Regions from separate parts of the Mus musculus genome. Here regions 2, 3, 4 and 5 are each linked to region 1. A link is a contact called in public promoter capture Hi-C data. All regions are on one chromosome and are shown on one strand. Each heading gives the region's core, a stretch centred on a gene start, on an enhancer-like site or on the middle of the called end of the contact. The rest is flanking DNA. Distances are from core to core; before and after follow the strand shown. Region 1 holds the start of Tufm (Tu translation elongation factor, mitochondrial). Region 2 holds the start of Phkg2 (phosphorylase kinase, gamma 2 (testis)). Region 3 holds the start of Setd1a (SET domain containing 1A). Region 4 holds the start of Srcap (Snf2-related CREBBP activator protein). Region 5 holds the start of Pycard (PYD and CARD domain containing).

Region 1 (2,700 bases), core at 16-2,515:
AAAAAATCACAAAGACTGAGGGGAGTCTAGCACAAGATTCCAGTAACACTCTATTGTCCTTTATCTTTACCTTTTCAGAGTTTCAATCTGTGCTCAGGCCTTAGGACTGGACTTCCTGCTGCAGTGTCTTAAGTGCTGGGGTCACAAGTGTGTACCTGTATCTCCTTCCACTTGATTTTTAGAAGAGATGTGATGTAGCTTGCTTGTGCCTAGACATCTCTCTAGGGATGGAATGAGGGAATCTACAGCATTTGGAAAAGATACTGTCAATTAAGCTGATAGGGTAAATTTCAGAAAGAAAGACAGAGTTAAGAAGCTTCTATTATTTGTGAGAGTTGAAGAAGCTGTGCGAAAAGATGAATGTGACAGTTAAAAGTCATTACTATACTTACACTTATTCATTAGGGGGCTGGAGAGATGGCTCTGTGGTTTAGAGCACTGACTGCTCTCCCAAAGGTCCTGAGTTCAAATCCCAGCAACCACATGGTGGCTCACAACCATCCGTAATGAGATCTGATGTCCTCTTCTGGTGTGTCTGAAGACAGCTACAGTGTACTTACATAGAATAAATAAATCTTAAAAAAAAACAAAAACAAAAACCACTTATTCATTAGGGAACAAACATTTGCTGGGTATACAAAAGATTCAACTAACAGTAAAAAAAAAACTTCCTTTAATCCCAGCACTGAGACAGGAGATTTCTCTAGAGCTGGAAGACCAGCCTGGTCTACATAGGCCAGCCAAGGAGACCCTGTCTCGGAAGGTAGTGGGGAAGAAGGAAGAAAAAGGAAAGAAAACTGCTTGTCAAGCGTCCAAAGGACTATTGGGGGAGGAGGGTTTGACTTCAAAATGTTAGAAAGCACAGGATCCCTGCAAGAGATATGGGGGCAGTTATTTAATGGCCAAGGACTGGAACTCCCGGGACTCCATCCCTGACTCTCGTTAATTTTGCCTCTTACAGGCTGGGAGATCTTCTCTCTGGACCGAACCCAGGCGAAGCTAAAGCCTGTCACAAACTGACCCAAGCCCGCTGCCCTGGAAACCACAACACCCATAAGCCTTCGGGGGCGCTCGTGCATTATGGGGCGCTCCGCATTTTCCTCCTAAAGCGGCCCCCTCAGGCTGAACTGTGGAAATTCCCCATCGTCCCCCGCGAGACACCAGAAACCCCCTCTTCCGCTCCATGCCCGGATATCAGTGGCCGTGGCCATAGAAACTGTCTGCTAGAGGCTCCTAAACTCGCTGTCCGGACCCTCATTTCCGCCGGAAGTGATCTGCAGTCCCAAGTGCCCGTCCTTCCCTGCACGCGCGGGCCCCGGGTGCCTAGTTCCCGGTCCCGGTCACCGAGTACTACCACAATGGCGGCAGCCACTCTATTGCGAGCGACGCCCCGCTTCAGCGGTGAGGGGGCGGGTTGGACGCAGGCAGCCCGGAGTTGCGAGGGGCGCGGAGGGTAGCTGGGTTCGGATCCCTGACTCCCAAGTGCCTTTCCCCGCAGGTCTCTGCGCCAGCCCGACCCCATTTCTGCAAGGTCGGCTGCGGCCGCTGAAGGCTCCCGCATCACCCTTCTTGTGTCGCGGCCTAGCTGTGGAGGCCAAGAAGACTTATGTACGCGACAAGCCCCATGTGAATGTGGGTACCATCGGACATGTGGACCATGGCAAGACCACCCTGACTGCAGCCATCACGAAAAGTGAGTAGGGTTGGGTTGGGTTGGAGGCGTCGGGCAATGTCCTGTCAGCTGGAAGAGTCAGAACTAGAGCGTAGGGTGGGTGTCTTGTAGTCCGCTGAACTTTAGCATGGCTCCAAGAGACACTTGGGACGAAGGCTGGTGGGAAGATGCAGGAGACAGGTTTCCCTGTACAGGAAGAGCTCTGTGAGGCATAAAATGAAAACTGTGAATGGTTTCCATCCAGTGTAGAGTGGTCTGTAAAGAGATGCTGTCAGCGAAGAATTGGAAGCGTCTGTGATGAGCACACACCTTAGGAAATTCTCTCACTGTCTTACAAAGTTATCTTTCCTAGAATTACATTTGAGATTTCCTAGAATTGAGATTTAACAGAGATTTATCCTTCCAGATTGTTTCTGTATGAGGGGTTCAGGCGTGTGCCCCGAGCCTTGTCTGTAGCTCTGACCCTGAGTTGAGAGGTGTGTTCTCTTCCTCCGGTAGTTCTAGCCGAGGGAGGTGGAGCTAAGTTCAAGAAGTACGAGGAGATAGACAATGCCCCAGAGGAGCGAGCTCGGGGCATCACCATCAATGCAGCCCATGTGGAGTATAGCACTGCTGCCCGACACTATGCCCACACAGACTGTCCTGGTCATGCAGATTATGTTAAGGTGAGGGTTGCTGGGGACAGCCAGCACCTGCTTCCGTTCAGTGGAGGTGTGAGGGGGGGAGGTTATAAAATAGTGGCGGTGTTTGAATATAAGAACAAGGATTTGTGGCTGTGGGTGGTGAAGACATGGCAGAGAGATGGAGATCTTCACAGCTACTTCTCATTAGAGGATGCATGTTGAAGAGGTCCCTGAACTAAGCTGACCTTCTTCCTCTTCCACCCAGAATATGATCACAGGCACTGCCCCCCTGGATGGCTGTATCCTGGTGGTGGCAGCTAATGATGGCCCCATGCCCCAGACCCGAGAGCACTTACTGCTAGCTAAACAGGTACTGGGGTCTGAGTGGGATGGACATCCGTGAGA
Region 2 (2,700 bases), core at 24-2,523, 1.1 Mb after region 1:
TTTGTTTGCAACCAAGAGAAATCAGCATTTAGACTTTATACTAGCTTCTGTTTTGGGGGTCCTTTTAGAAATCAATACTGGAAAATATAAAATTATTTTTTAATCTGTTTTTCACCATTGCCCAAATTTTACCTGTAGTTCTTCCTCTAGTTCCAGATTTCATATTCTCATAGGAAGACTCTTCGGTTCCTAATTATATGAATACATTATTTTGACTAATTTCAGAATAATTATCCCCTGTGTACCAACAACAAACCTACTTAGGAAAGTTCAAAACTATTTTTGCAAGTTGTTAAAGTTAAGCTTGATGAGGAAAGGCTCTACAGTGACAGAAAGCAAAAACACTAAATTACTTGGTTTCCTTATAGAAAAAGCTGTTAGAAAATCATGCTGTAATCTAGGCGTCCTGAGCCTTAAATCCCAGCACTCAAACTGACTGATCTTTGGAGTTCCACCCCAGCCTGGGATACACAACGAATCCCTGACTAACAAGGGCTACATAGTGAGACACCGTCTAAAAAAACAAAAATTATCATTTCTCTTTTGCTGGACTGTAACCTTGAGGATTTGCTTTTTTCTTTGCTGTTACTCCAGAACCTTGGTTTTAGGATATGTCTGGCTTTGGAATTACTCTAGGCAGGACCTTAACAACCTTGTGTACTTAATGCAGGAGGGTCTGGGAGCAAGACGGTAGGAGTCTGTGACCCCAGGATGATGGACACTATCCTGAAAGCTCTAGTCAGGACCAAACGGCCAAGCTGCATATGCATTTTGTTTTGTTGTGTTTCTCAAAACAGTTTCTCTGTATAAACAGCCCTGCCGGTCCTGGAACTCACTTTGTAGACCATGCTGGCCTCCATCTCAAGAGATCCATCTGCCTGCCTCGCCTCCTAGTGCTGGGATTAAGCGTGCATGACCACACTTGTCTACACGCAGGTTTCCACAAAAAAAGGAATTTTGGAACAGGCTCTTACTATAATAAATGAGGATTCCAGAAGGAAACTAAAAGGGCCTTGTCCGAGGGCACGGTGAGGTAGTGCGGAGACATCACATTTCCGGTAACCTAACTTCCGTGTCTCTTTACAGACCAGCAGCACCAGGAGAGAAAAGCAAGTGCTACATGTTGATTGGCTGTTTTTCAGGCTCCTCCTCATGGTGGAGACCTTTTGGGGACTTCTAGCGCCAACGGCCTTGTCCGCCCTGGAATCCCGTCTTCCTATTGGACTGCCATTTTCCAATCGGAGGGTTTCTAATCCCTAGTTCTCAAACAGCAGGGGCCATTGGCTGCAATGATGGGGGCGGTGCCTTAGGTCGCTGTGGGAGCCTTACAGGTTAAAGCAAAGGAACAAACATAAACCAAGCAGCTGAGGGTCTTTGCGCAGGTTAGACTGTTCCCTCCTCACCCCCCTCCCCCCACCCTCCCTTCCCCCTCCCCGCTCGCACGGGTCATCCTGCTCGAGACCCCCGCGCCCCTCCCAGTGGACGCCAAGTGCGCTTGCGCGGTAACAGCCGCCCGCACTTGTGCCATTTCCCCCTTCTTCCGAGCCACCTTTCCCCCCTCCCGCCCTTCCCTATCCTCTTCCCTGCCCTGCTTCCCTCCCTCCCCCCTAGGCCCTTCGTTGTGGTCTCCCCGGTCCTGATCCTTCCCCTACCCCACCCCCAACCCCCAGGACCCTGGCGCCCCAGCCGCAGGTGCTGCGCCCCCGGGAGCCACGATGTGCATCCTCTCAGAACCTGTGGGCCTCCTTGCCCTCACTGCCCTCCGTTTCCTCCTCCCAGGCCCCCACATCCCTCAGAATGACGTTGGACGTGGGGCCGGAGGATGAACTCCCTGACTGGGCTGCGGCCAAAGAGTTTTACCAGAAGTACGACCCTAAGGACATCATTGGCAGGTGAGCCTTCACAGCTGAAGCATACACCGGCCCAGTGTAGTCAGCTCCCAGCCAGGAAATAAGGCTTCCTTCTGAAGACTGGATAGTTAGGAAGTGGACAGTGGAAAACAGTTAGTGACTTGGCTAGTATTCCGAGTTAACCCGCATTTTTTCCTCTATTCATCTATATTGTCAACAATTGTTTGTGGTCCAGACAACGGGAAGGTAGAAAATACCCATCACGTGAGCATTTCAAAGGTATCTAGTTCGAGAAGTAGGGGTCTGTAGAAAAGATGCTTGGAGCTGGGCGGTGGTGGTGAATGCTTTTGATCCCAGCAGAGGCAGGTGAATCTCTGTTGAGTTGACACCAGCCTGGTTTACAGAGGAAGTTCAAGGACAGCCAGGACTACACAGAGAAACCCTGTCGGGGAGGGGAGCAGGGATTGCTACTGTGATCGCCACCACAGATGCTTTATGGTTTAGTTTCAGAAGCATAGTGTATTGGTTATGTTGTGTTAAGCACCAAGAACACCGGGTGAGGGAGTGACAGAACAGGAACCCTGAGGAAGTTTCTGTCTTGGAAATGTTTCTATCTTTACATAATGAAAAAAAGATAAAGGTCGAAAGGAGCGTTAGGGGAAAAAATAAGTAGGCAGTAGGATTCAATCAACGGGGTCTCCACAGAGGAGGGGCTTTAGGAGACTTCTAAGAAAATGACAGGAGGGTTGGGGGAGGGGTGTTTGGTTGTTCATGGTGCTGGGGATTAAACTCAGGGCCCCATCCTAAGAGACAGTGCTTTACTACAGAGCCACATTCTCAGCTCCGAGGA
Region 3 (2,700 bases), core at 162-2,661, 1.3 Mb after region 1:
ACCTTTACTTTTTATAGGATCTACTTAAGGGTCTTTATGTTTCTTTTAAGCTCAACAGAACCCTGATTTTAACCACTGAACATTTTTTTTTTTTTTTTTTTTTTTTTTTTTTTTGAGACAGGGTTTCTCTGTGTAGCTCTGGCTGTCCTGGAACTCACTCTGTAGACCAGGCTGGCCTCCAACTCAGAAATCCACCTGCCTCAGCCTCCCAGGTCCTGGGATTAAAGACGTGTACCACCACTGCTCGGCTCAGAAGGAACATTTTAAAACTAGCCCAAGGGAGGTGTAACTAGGGTACTGGCCTAACACGCAGAAAGCCCTGAGTTAGATCTCCCAGCATGCTATAAACCGGTTATGGTGTGCACACCTGTAATTCCGGTACTCAGGAAATAGAGGCAAAAGGATCTGGAGTTCGAGGCCATCCTCCGTTATATAGCAAGTTCGATGTCATGCTGTCTGAAAAACAACAGGAGCCCGAATATAAAAGCGGGAAGGAACCGATCATTTCACTCTGTGCGTCGGTAGGCAAAGCGCCTGAGTCACCCCTCCTGGTTGTATTTTTCCACCTCCCACCCCTCCCAGGTTTTGGTGGATTCTAAGGGAAGCAGCCCGTTACGCCGGGCTCCGCACGCCTGGCCACGCCTCTCTCGTTAGCCCCGCCCACAACCGGATCGGCAGATTCGCTACCCGACTCCTTAGGATTATTTGGGCAGCTTTTCTTGTCTGAAAATTTTCAGGAAACGCCGAGAAGACTTCTTCCTTGTAACCATTTCGCACTAAGTAGGAAGTGTGCTGTTCCTTGAGTCGTTCTACTGAAAAAAAAAAAAATCCAGGACTAGAGGTCGACTCTGCCAACAGGGCTTGGCGAGCCAGGCGTCATTTTCTTGACTCTACAGCAGGTGAGAAGAGGTGACGGCCAAAGCCCAGGACGGTGGCGAATCTGCACTGCAGCCTCATAGGCATTCGGGCTGCGCAAGGAAGGGGCAGGGAAGAGGAGCCGAGGAGCGCGCATCCTGTCCACTCATTCGCCCCGCCCGCCTCGCGAATCTGCGTCGTTGGACGCGCCACTCAAATCTCCCGAGCTCTGGCTGGCGTCCTCCCCCTCGCTCCGCCCCCTTCCCTCAGGGGCTCGTCGCAGCTTTCGTCGCCGCCGATTCGCCAGGAACCCCAAGGCCGGAGCAGCTGGATCAGGGTGGTGCGGTCCACTCTCCGGGGAATGCGGCCCATCTTCAGGCTCCCTGGGCTACAACTCCCGAGCCTCGCAGGGCGCCGGCCGAGGCAAGGCCGCTACCCTCGGCCCCGTGGATCGCTCCGCAGTCCTTGTAGCGAAAGTGCGGATGCAGACGCTGTGCCCGCTGGGCCTCGCGCAGGTGGCGGTGGTGTTTGGTGCGCGCGCCGGGGAGGTGGTGGTGGGGGGGCGCCGCCGCCGCCACCGCTGCGGGGCCGGGTCTCGCGCTGCCGCCGCCGCCGCCGCCGCCTCACGCCGCTGAGGTGCTGCGCGCGGTGGGGGGAGGGTGAGCCGCTCGCCACGAGCGGGTGAGTAGGGCCCCGGCGCGCGTGCGCGCCGACGGGGTGGGGGGGGTGGACGACACCGAACGCGCCCGGGCGGGAGGAGAGGGCAGCGGCGCGCGTTACCTCCCCCCACCCCCCCGCCTGGATTCAGGGACCGAAGCTGGGTCTCAGATTCGGTCTCGCGGTGTTTCCAACGCCCCGAAGAGGTGCCACCTCTGGTTCGGAGGATCGGGGCGCGGGGACGCGAGCGGCTGTGTGGGAGCGGGAGCGGGGCTCGGCCCGGGCCGCTTGGCCGGTGAGGAGGCGGGAGGGGGCGGGGCCTGCGAGGGGACGGGGGAGGGGTCTTGCGTGGAGGCCAAGTGGGGCGCGCTGGGGAGAGCGGGAAGGTAAGGGGGCGCGAGATGGGCCTGGGCCCTGAGGGTAGAATTGGGGATGGAGAGGAATGGAGTGCCATAGTGAGCCCAGCTCCTCAGGGCAAGATCTGAGGGAGCCACGGGTCATGCTGAGGTGTCGGGGACTGGACTGATGTGAGACCCTGGAATCGGGGCTAGACATTGAGGGGACAGCAAGGGAGTCAGGCCTAAGTCGTGGACTCCCATTCCGTATCCCTCTTTTCCTGACAGTGTAAATGAGCAAAGATGGACCAGGAAGGTGGGGGAGACGGGCAGAAAGCCCCGAGCTTCCAGTGGCGGAACTACAAGCTCATAGTGGATCCTGCTTTGGACCCTGCTTTGCGCAGGCCTTCCCAGAAGGTGTACCGCTATGACGGAGTCCACTTCAGTGTCAGTGTGAGTGCCCTCGAGCCTTTCTTGACTTATTTGGACCTCCAATCTCCCCTCCCCGCTTCCCCCTGTTCAGTATTCAACACCCAGACTTCCTATACCTGTAGTTTGGTTTTTTGAGAATGAGCAAGCTCTCCCAGCTCTTCTGTATGTTGGCTTCTACATGGGCTTTATAGAGTCAGTAGGCTGGTGAATTTTCAGCCTGGTTTCATCTCTTCCTGCTTTCTTTGTTAGGACTCAAAGTATACCCCCGTGGAAGACCTCCAGGACCCCCGCTGTCATGTCAGGTCCAAAGCCAGAGACTTTTCCCTCCCGGTTCCTAAGTTTAAGGTGAGTGCCTGCTGGTCTCCCTGCATGTTGGTCCTTGGAGAGTGTCAAGGACCCTGGGCTTCACACAGTCTACCAA
Region 4 (2,700 bases), core at 156-2,655, 1.0 Mb after region 1:
TAAGACTAAAGTTAGAAACTGTTAAAAGCTTCCATGTGGGTGCTGAGAATCAAACCCTGTGTTCTCTAGAAGAGCAGCCAGTGCTCTTAACCACTTAAAACATCTCTCCAGCTCTGCCTCTGTAAATTATTTAAACACACACACACACCTTTAAAGTACTAAAGTGAAAAAAAGCAACACATAGTTACTATAAGATTATATGCATATCCTTTTTTTTAGACAGGATAATCTTGAACTTTAGAATATTAGTGTGTGTGTGCTCTGTGTGGTTGTTTGTATTGACTTATGCAACAGCACAGGTTGGCCTCAACCAGTAAATTGGGATTGTGCATTTATGCTACCATACCTAGCTGTAAAGAATCTTTCTTCCAGTCTCTATTCAACTTCCATTTCCCCTCAATAGCTTCTCCTCTGTCCATCGCTGATTTATTTTTATCCTGTTTTCTTAATTATTAGTTATGTTTTGGGGCAGGGTCTTGTTATGTAACCAATGGCTCAAAATCTTCCTTGGAACCGTTGTAGATAATAAATGCATCCTTAAAATCGGAAGGGAGTATCAGATTCTCTAAGAGATTTTTTCCCCCCTAGACACAGGAATTTTTCTCTGTAGCTTTGGTTGTCCTAGAGCTAGCTTCATAGACCAGGATGGCTCTGAAGTCAGAGATTCGTCAGCCTCTATTGGGATTAAAAGCCATGAGCCACCACCACCCAGCCTTTTTTTCCTTAAGGATTTTTATTTGACTTGAATGGGAGTTTTACTTGCGTGTATGTCTGTGCACCGTGTTTGTGTATTGCTCTCTGAGGCCAGAAGAGGGTGTCGGATTCCTTGGAACTGGAATAACTGTTAGGAGCTTCTTTAGTGTGGAGATAGAATGTCCTCTCAAAGTGGAAGCAGCCAATATTCTTAATCACTGAGCTATGTTCTCAACCTCTCAAAATAGTTCTTAAATGTAAAAGACTGCAAACCTATGGTACTTGTATTTGAGAGTTCTTGGGAAAACCGGTGTTACAAAGTCAACCGCAGCTGGTAGTGGTGGTGCATACGTTCATTCCAGGCAGACGCAGGAGCAACTTTGTAAGTTTAAGGTTAGCTTGATCTACATAGCGAGTCCATGTCAGCCAAGGCTACATTGTTAGACCTCACCTTTCAAAAACAAAAAGTAACTGCTGTAGGAATCAGTAGGTCTAAGCTCTTCTACTCATTTGTTTCATTTCACTGGGTGATATGTAAGAACAAAAACTCCGAAATCCAAAGGGTGGTCCCAGTGGGCAGCTGCAATGCAGCACGAGTTTCAGACCTATTGAAGCGTGCTGGGCCAGCATGGAGCCTCGGAGCGAACTACAACTCCCACCTTGCTTTGCGCCGCACAGTCCTACGCTAGCACGCGAGCCTACCCGCCCCTTCAGCCTCCAGTTACTGTGTATCGCGAGAAGACGGGCCGCTCTGGCGGTAGCGATAACGAGCCTTGGTGGTGGTGGTAGTGGTGGTGCTAGTGGCGGTGGCGGCCGAGACGGCGGCGGCCATTTTGGTGAGGCCTCGGGAGCAGCGGAGGCGGCGGCGGGGTCGCTGGGAGTAGCGTCTCCTTTTTCTTCAACTCACCAAGCACCTCTTCGCGGCGTGACTGGAAGCGGTGGGAGCATCGGGGTGGCTCGTGTTACGGCCCTTAGGGGAATTTAAAGTGGTGAAGGCGGCGACCAAGAGGGGGCCCTCCCCCCTCCTCGGCGGGAGGGGGGGTGGTGAGCACGCCCCCGAGGACGCAGGTAAGGAGAGGGAGACAAGATGGCGGAGGCCCCACACTTTCCCCTCCCCTGACGGGTGCCTGCGCGCGCATCTGCGAGCGCCGCTTCCCACCTTCCCGGGGTGCTGCGCGCGCACCGCCCGGCGGGGCCCCGGGGCTGGCGAGCGAGGTTGCCTGCGCGCGCTCCCGGAGCCGGGGGTGGGGGGGAGGGCGTCGGGCCGAGCGGCACCTGGTGTCAGAGCGGCGCCTCGCCCCCCTCCTGCCCTTCTGCGCACGCGTGCGCGAACGAGCAGCCCTCGAGAGGACGGACCCAGGTGCGCTTCTGCCCGCCCACCAACCTGCCTCCCCTCGGGGGCGCGGACGAGGGAAAGGGGTGCACGGGACGAGTAGTCCGGGCGCGCGCCCACCATAAGCCATTTAGGAGCCCGAGACTTGGCGCACGAACCCTTCCTTCCCGAGCTCTTTGCGGTCTGTGGATGTGGGGGCGCCGACGGACGCGGACATCTGAGTCCTGTGACCCGGTCTATGGGATCGGGTTCTGGCGGGAATCCCCCCCTCCTCCCCTCCCCAATCTGGCCGTGCGCGCCGCCGGCTCACCCCGCCTCCGGGCCGCGCACGCGCCGGCGCCTCCCCCAGCCGGTCGAGCACGTTGGGTGGGGTGGGCGACCGCGAGGGGGCGGGGCCGCCGTCTGAGGAGTCAAAACTTGGCAGAGGTCAAGGGTCATGCTGGGTCAGTCCACTGCGGGGGGGGTGGGGGGGTATTGGGAGGTCATAAAGAAGGCTGGAGTCCATAGTTGGGGCCTCATGGTTTTGGATTACCTCCAATCCTTGGAATTTCTGAAGGGTGAATCAAGGCAGCACAACACCTAGATAAGGAATTAACTAGGCAAATGCTTCCGGATCTTGAATACTTTATTAACCCTGCTTGTTTCCGGCTGTTAGGGCTCCTTGGCGCCTTCCT
Region 5 (2,700 bases), core at 177-2,676, 1.5 Mb after region 1:
TGGGAAAAGCTCCCAAATGGGGAGCCAGGAATCATTTGAGAAGCCTTTGCACTAGAATGGAGAAGCCATAACTTGGGTCTGTGGAATTTAGGTGTTGGAGACTGATTTGTGCATGTTTGGTATATGTTCTACCACTGGGCCACATATGGCCTTTGGAAATGTAGCTTAGCTCAGCAAAAACATCCCAGAGAGTAAACACAAATACAAATTGTTTTTTCAAAAATTGTGTATACAAAGTCAGGAGCTAGATAATGTAGCTGGAAAAGATACCTCAGCTCTGCTCCAGGTCCATCACCAAGTAGGGATGTATTTCCTTCAAGGCCTGGAGGAGGGAGTCCTTGCAGGTCAGGTTCCAGGATGGAACAAAGCTGAAGAGCTTCCTCATCTTGTCTTGGCTGGTGGTCTCTGCACGAACTGCCTGGTACTGTCCTTCAGTCAGCACACTGCCATGCAAAGCATCCAGCACTCCGTCCACTTCTGTGACCCTGGCAATGAGTGCTTGCCTGTGCTGGTCCACAAAGTGTCCTGAGGGTGGAAGTGAAAGCAGTGTTTAAAACTGCTTCAAAATTTACTAACGCAGTTTTAGGGGTTGGAGAATCAAGGAAAGCCACCCACCATGACTACATAGGCAAAGATAGGCTGTGCAAGGGTGTGGTAGGGTGGGGAGGCCTCACCTGTTCTGGCTGTACTCTGAGCAGGGACACTGGCTGCAGCTGCCACAGCTCCAGACTCTGCAAAGAAATGCCAGGTGGATCTTTATCAACAGACTTTCAGGGGTTCACTCCCACTCCACCCACGGTGCTAAGTTCAAGGCTACAAAGGGAAGATTTTTTTTTTTTTTTTTTTTTTGGCTATGGCAGGAGGAACAGTTAAGCGCCAAAGAGGCAAGCCTCTGCTGGTGTGCAGGAAGTTGAGGGTAGACGAACAAGGGGACACACTCACCTTCTTTAGTCGTTTGCAGCTGCTCAGCCAGCTCCTGTAAGCCCATGTCTCTAAGCACAGTCATTGTGAGCTCCAAGCCATACGACTCCAGATAGTAGCTGACAAGTTTGTCAGTGAGATCTATGGCGTCCATCTGCAGCAGGGCCCCGCGTGGGATGCGCCCATAGCCTTCTCGCAGTTGCACTGTCAGCAGCTTCATCTTGAACTTTTTGAGTTCATCCCCTGACAAGTTTTCAAGAGCGTCCAGGATGGCATCTCGTGCCCGCCCCATGGCTCTGGGGTGGGCAGCCGCGGTCACCTTTTACTCTTGCTGCTGCTCGCCTGCTGCAGCCTGCCTGCTGCCAGCCCGCCAAGACCAGGAAGTCAGCTGCTTAGGCCGATGGGCATGCTGGGACTCCCCCACCCTCTTTTCTTACAGCTCCTGTTCTTTCCCCAGCAAACTAGTTTTGGTTTCCGCCCCTAAGACTTTCAGACTTGGCTTTTTGGCTAGGCTGAAGAAACTAGGTGGAGGTGGGTTGGTGGAGGAAGTGGGGTGGGGACAGAGGGTGGAGCTAAGTTGTTACTCTGGCAGGTCCGGAGATGCTGAGAGACTCAATAGAGCTTACTTGCAAACCAGCTGTTGCTGAAAAGCAACCTGTTTCTGTTGAGTTTCTTGGAGCATAGAGGTTTAGAATCTTGGAAATCTAGACGCCCCAAATTTTGTTTCCCCAGATCTTAGGATCCACTCACATGCCATTGAATATTAGAATTTTAACAGCTAGAACACTAAGCCCCTTGAATTCCACAGATTTGGACAAAATGAAGTGCGAAAGAGAGTGACTATGTCTTCACCTTAGTTTCTTTCAGCTAAAAGTTTTTGTCACTCCCATCTCTCAGCCTCACATCTGCTAGAAGGTGGGGGACCTGGGCTCATGATGGGTTGGGTTGGAAGGGCTAAGGCTTCTTGAAACCTTACCAAATGCCCCAGCTATTAAATATTTTGTAGTGTGATGACAACTGGAGTGTAGAGACCTGAGTAGACAGCTAGCTACCCCCTTACTCCTGGGCTGGTTAGGATGACCTTGGAGCCTGCTCTGTACCCAGAATTCCTAACTGGCTTTAAACATGGCTGGGGGTCTACTGGTCCATCCCAGTTTTGATCTAGTCAGTCTTGTTTTATACCACACTGCCAGTTTACCCTTATCTTCAAGCTCAGTTCCTCTGGAGTTGCTTTTTCAATTCTTTGCACATGCTGTTCCCTAAACCTTGAAATTGCTTCTCTCTCAGACAAATGCTTGGCTCCTCAACCCTCAGGTTAAATGTTACTTCCTCCGAGAGTCCAGTCTTAAGAGTCCTCCATCTACCCATCTAGATCATATTGCTGCTAGTGAACAAAGCTACTTTTTTGTAGCTCTTGTGCTTTTGTGGGGGAGGGGAGGCTAGGGAGGTTGTTATAATGCCCAGCATGTGCCAAGGGCCCGCTACCTAGTCACCACTTAATGCTTTGCCTATTTATTTACTTTAGATAACCTTGTTGTGTAAGCTAGGCTAGTCTTGAACTCCTGATCCTTTTTGCTCAGCCCCCTGACTGGTTGGAATTGGAATAGCAGGTGTATTCTACCACATCTGGCTTAAGGAGCCTCCCTCCTCTATACAGGATGCCATTCTGTAGCCCTGGCTGTCCTGGAACTCGAGATCCACGTGTCTGCATCGCAAGTGCTTGGATCAAGGTGTGTGCCACTAGGACCAGCAGAGTTTTAACTCTTGACACTTTACAAC

What was found. Promoter capture Hi-C pulls out the DNA fragments that hold promoters and counts their contacts. Capture Hi-C pulls out chosen DNA fragments and counts their contacts.
Region 2: a contact with region 1 is called in a promoter capture Hi-C map of hippocampal neurons, with 2.1 times the contacts expected there. The contact joins the promoter of Phkg2 here to the promoter of Tufm in region 1. A contact is called at or near these places in 4 of 39 promoter capture datasets (cranial neural crest, hippocampal neurons, liver and 1 more), 1 of 484 Hi-C or Micro-C datasets (B cells), 1 of 115 datasets of contacts at active chromatin or transcription factors (stem cell-derived neural progenitor cells) and 2 of 9 other capture datasets (adipose tissue and pancreatic islet).
Region 3: a contact with region 1 is called in a promoter capture Hi-C map of liver, with 3 times the contacts expected there. The contact joins the promoter of Setd1a here to the promoter of Tufm in region 1. A contact is called at or near these places in 3 of 39 promoter capture datasets (the 3T3-L1 cell line, hematopoietic stem and progenitor cells and liver), 1 of 115 datasets of contacts at active chromatin or transcription factors (thymic regulatory T cells) and 2 of 9 other capture datasets (adipose tissue and liver).
Region 4: a promoter capture Hi-C map of liver shows a contact between it and region 1, with 3 times the contacts expected there. The contact joins the promoter of Srcap here to the promoter of Tufm in region 1. A contact is called at or near these places in 3 of 39 promoter capture datasets (hippocampal neurons, liver and pre-B cells), 1 of 484 Hi-C or Micro-C datasets (cortical neurons) and 2 of 9 other capture datasets (adipose tissue and liver).
Region 5: a promoter capture Hi-C map of liver shows a contact between it and region 1, with 4 times the contacts expected there. The contact joins the promoter of Pycard here to the promoter of Tufm in region 1. A contact is called at or near these places in 1 of 39 promoter capture datasets (liver) and 1 of 9 other capture datasets (liver).

The regions. Positions count from the first base shown.
Region 1 is chr7:126,486,090-126,488,789 of GRCm38.p6, forward strand. Tufm (Tu translation elongation factor, mitochondrial) reads left to right here and starts at 1,266. Exons shown (of 10, transcript NM_172745.3): 1 at 1,266-1,401; 2 at 1,499-1,693; 3 at 2,171-2,337; 4 at 2,561-2,665. The coding sequence starts at 1,359. It overlaps Gm46001 (a long non-coding RNA gene), which reads right to left and starts at 425. Exons shown (of 3, transcript XR_001778288.1): 1 at 393-425; 2 at 71-242.
Region 2 is chr7:127,572,075-127,574,774 of GRCm38.p6, forward strand. It overlaps Phkg2 (phosphorylase kinase, gamma 2 (testis)), which reads left to right and starts at 1,274. Exons shown (of 10, transcript NM_026888.3): 1 at 1,274-1,382; 2 at 1,780-1,892. The coding sequence starts at 1,798.
Region 3 is chr7:127,775,978-127,778,677 of GRCm38.p6, forward strand. It overlaps Setd1a (SET domain containing 1A), which reads left to right and starts at 1,412. Exons shown (of 19, transcript NM_178029.3): 1 at 1,412-1,536; 2 at 2,136-2,300; 3 at 2,529-2,624. The coding sequence starts at 2,151.
Region 4 is chr7:127,510,578-127,513,277 of GRCm38.p6, forward strand. It overlaps Srcap (Snf2-related CREBBP activator protein), which reads left to right and starts at 1,406. Exons shown (of 34, transcript NM_001304266.1): 1 at 1,406-1,761. 1700008J07Rik (RIKEN cDNA 1700008J07 gene) reads right to left here and starts at 2,292. Exons shown (of 1, transcript NR_024331.1): 1 at 1-2,292.
Region 5 is chr7:127,992,441-127,995,140 of GRCm38.p6, forward strand. Pycard (PYD and CARD domain containing) reads right to left here and starts at 1,427. Exons shown (of 3, transcript NM_023258.4): 1 at 943-1,427; 2 at 675-731; 3 at 1-525. The coding sequence starts at 1,213. The coding sequence ends at 272.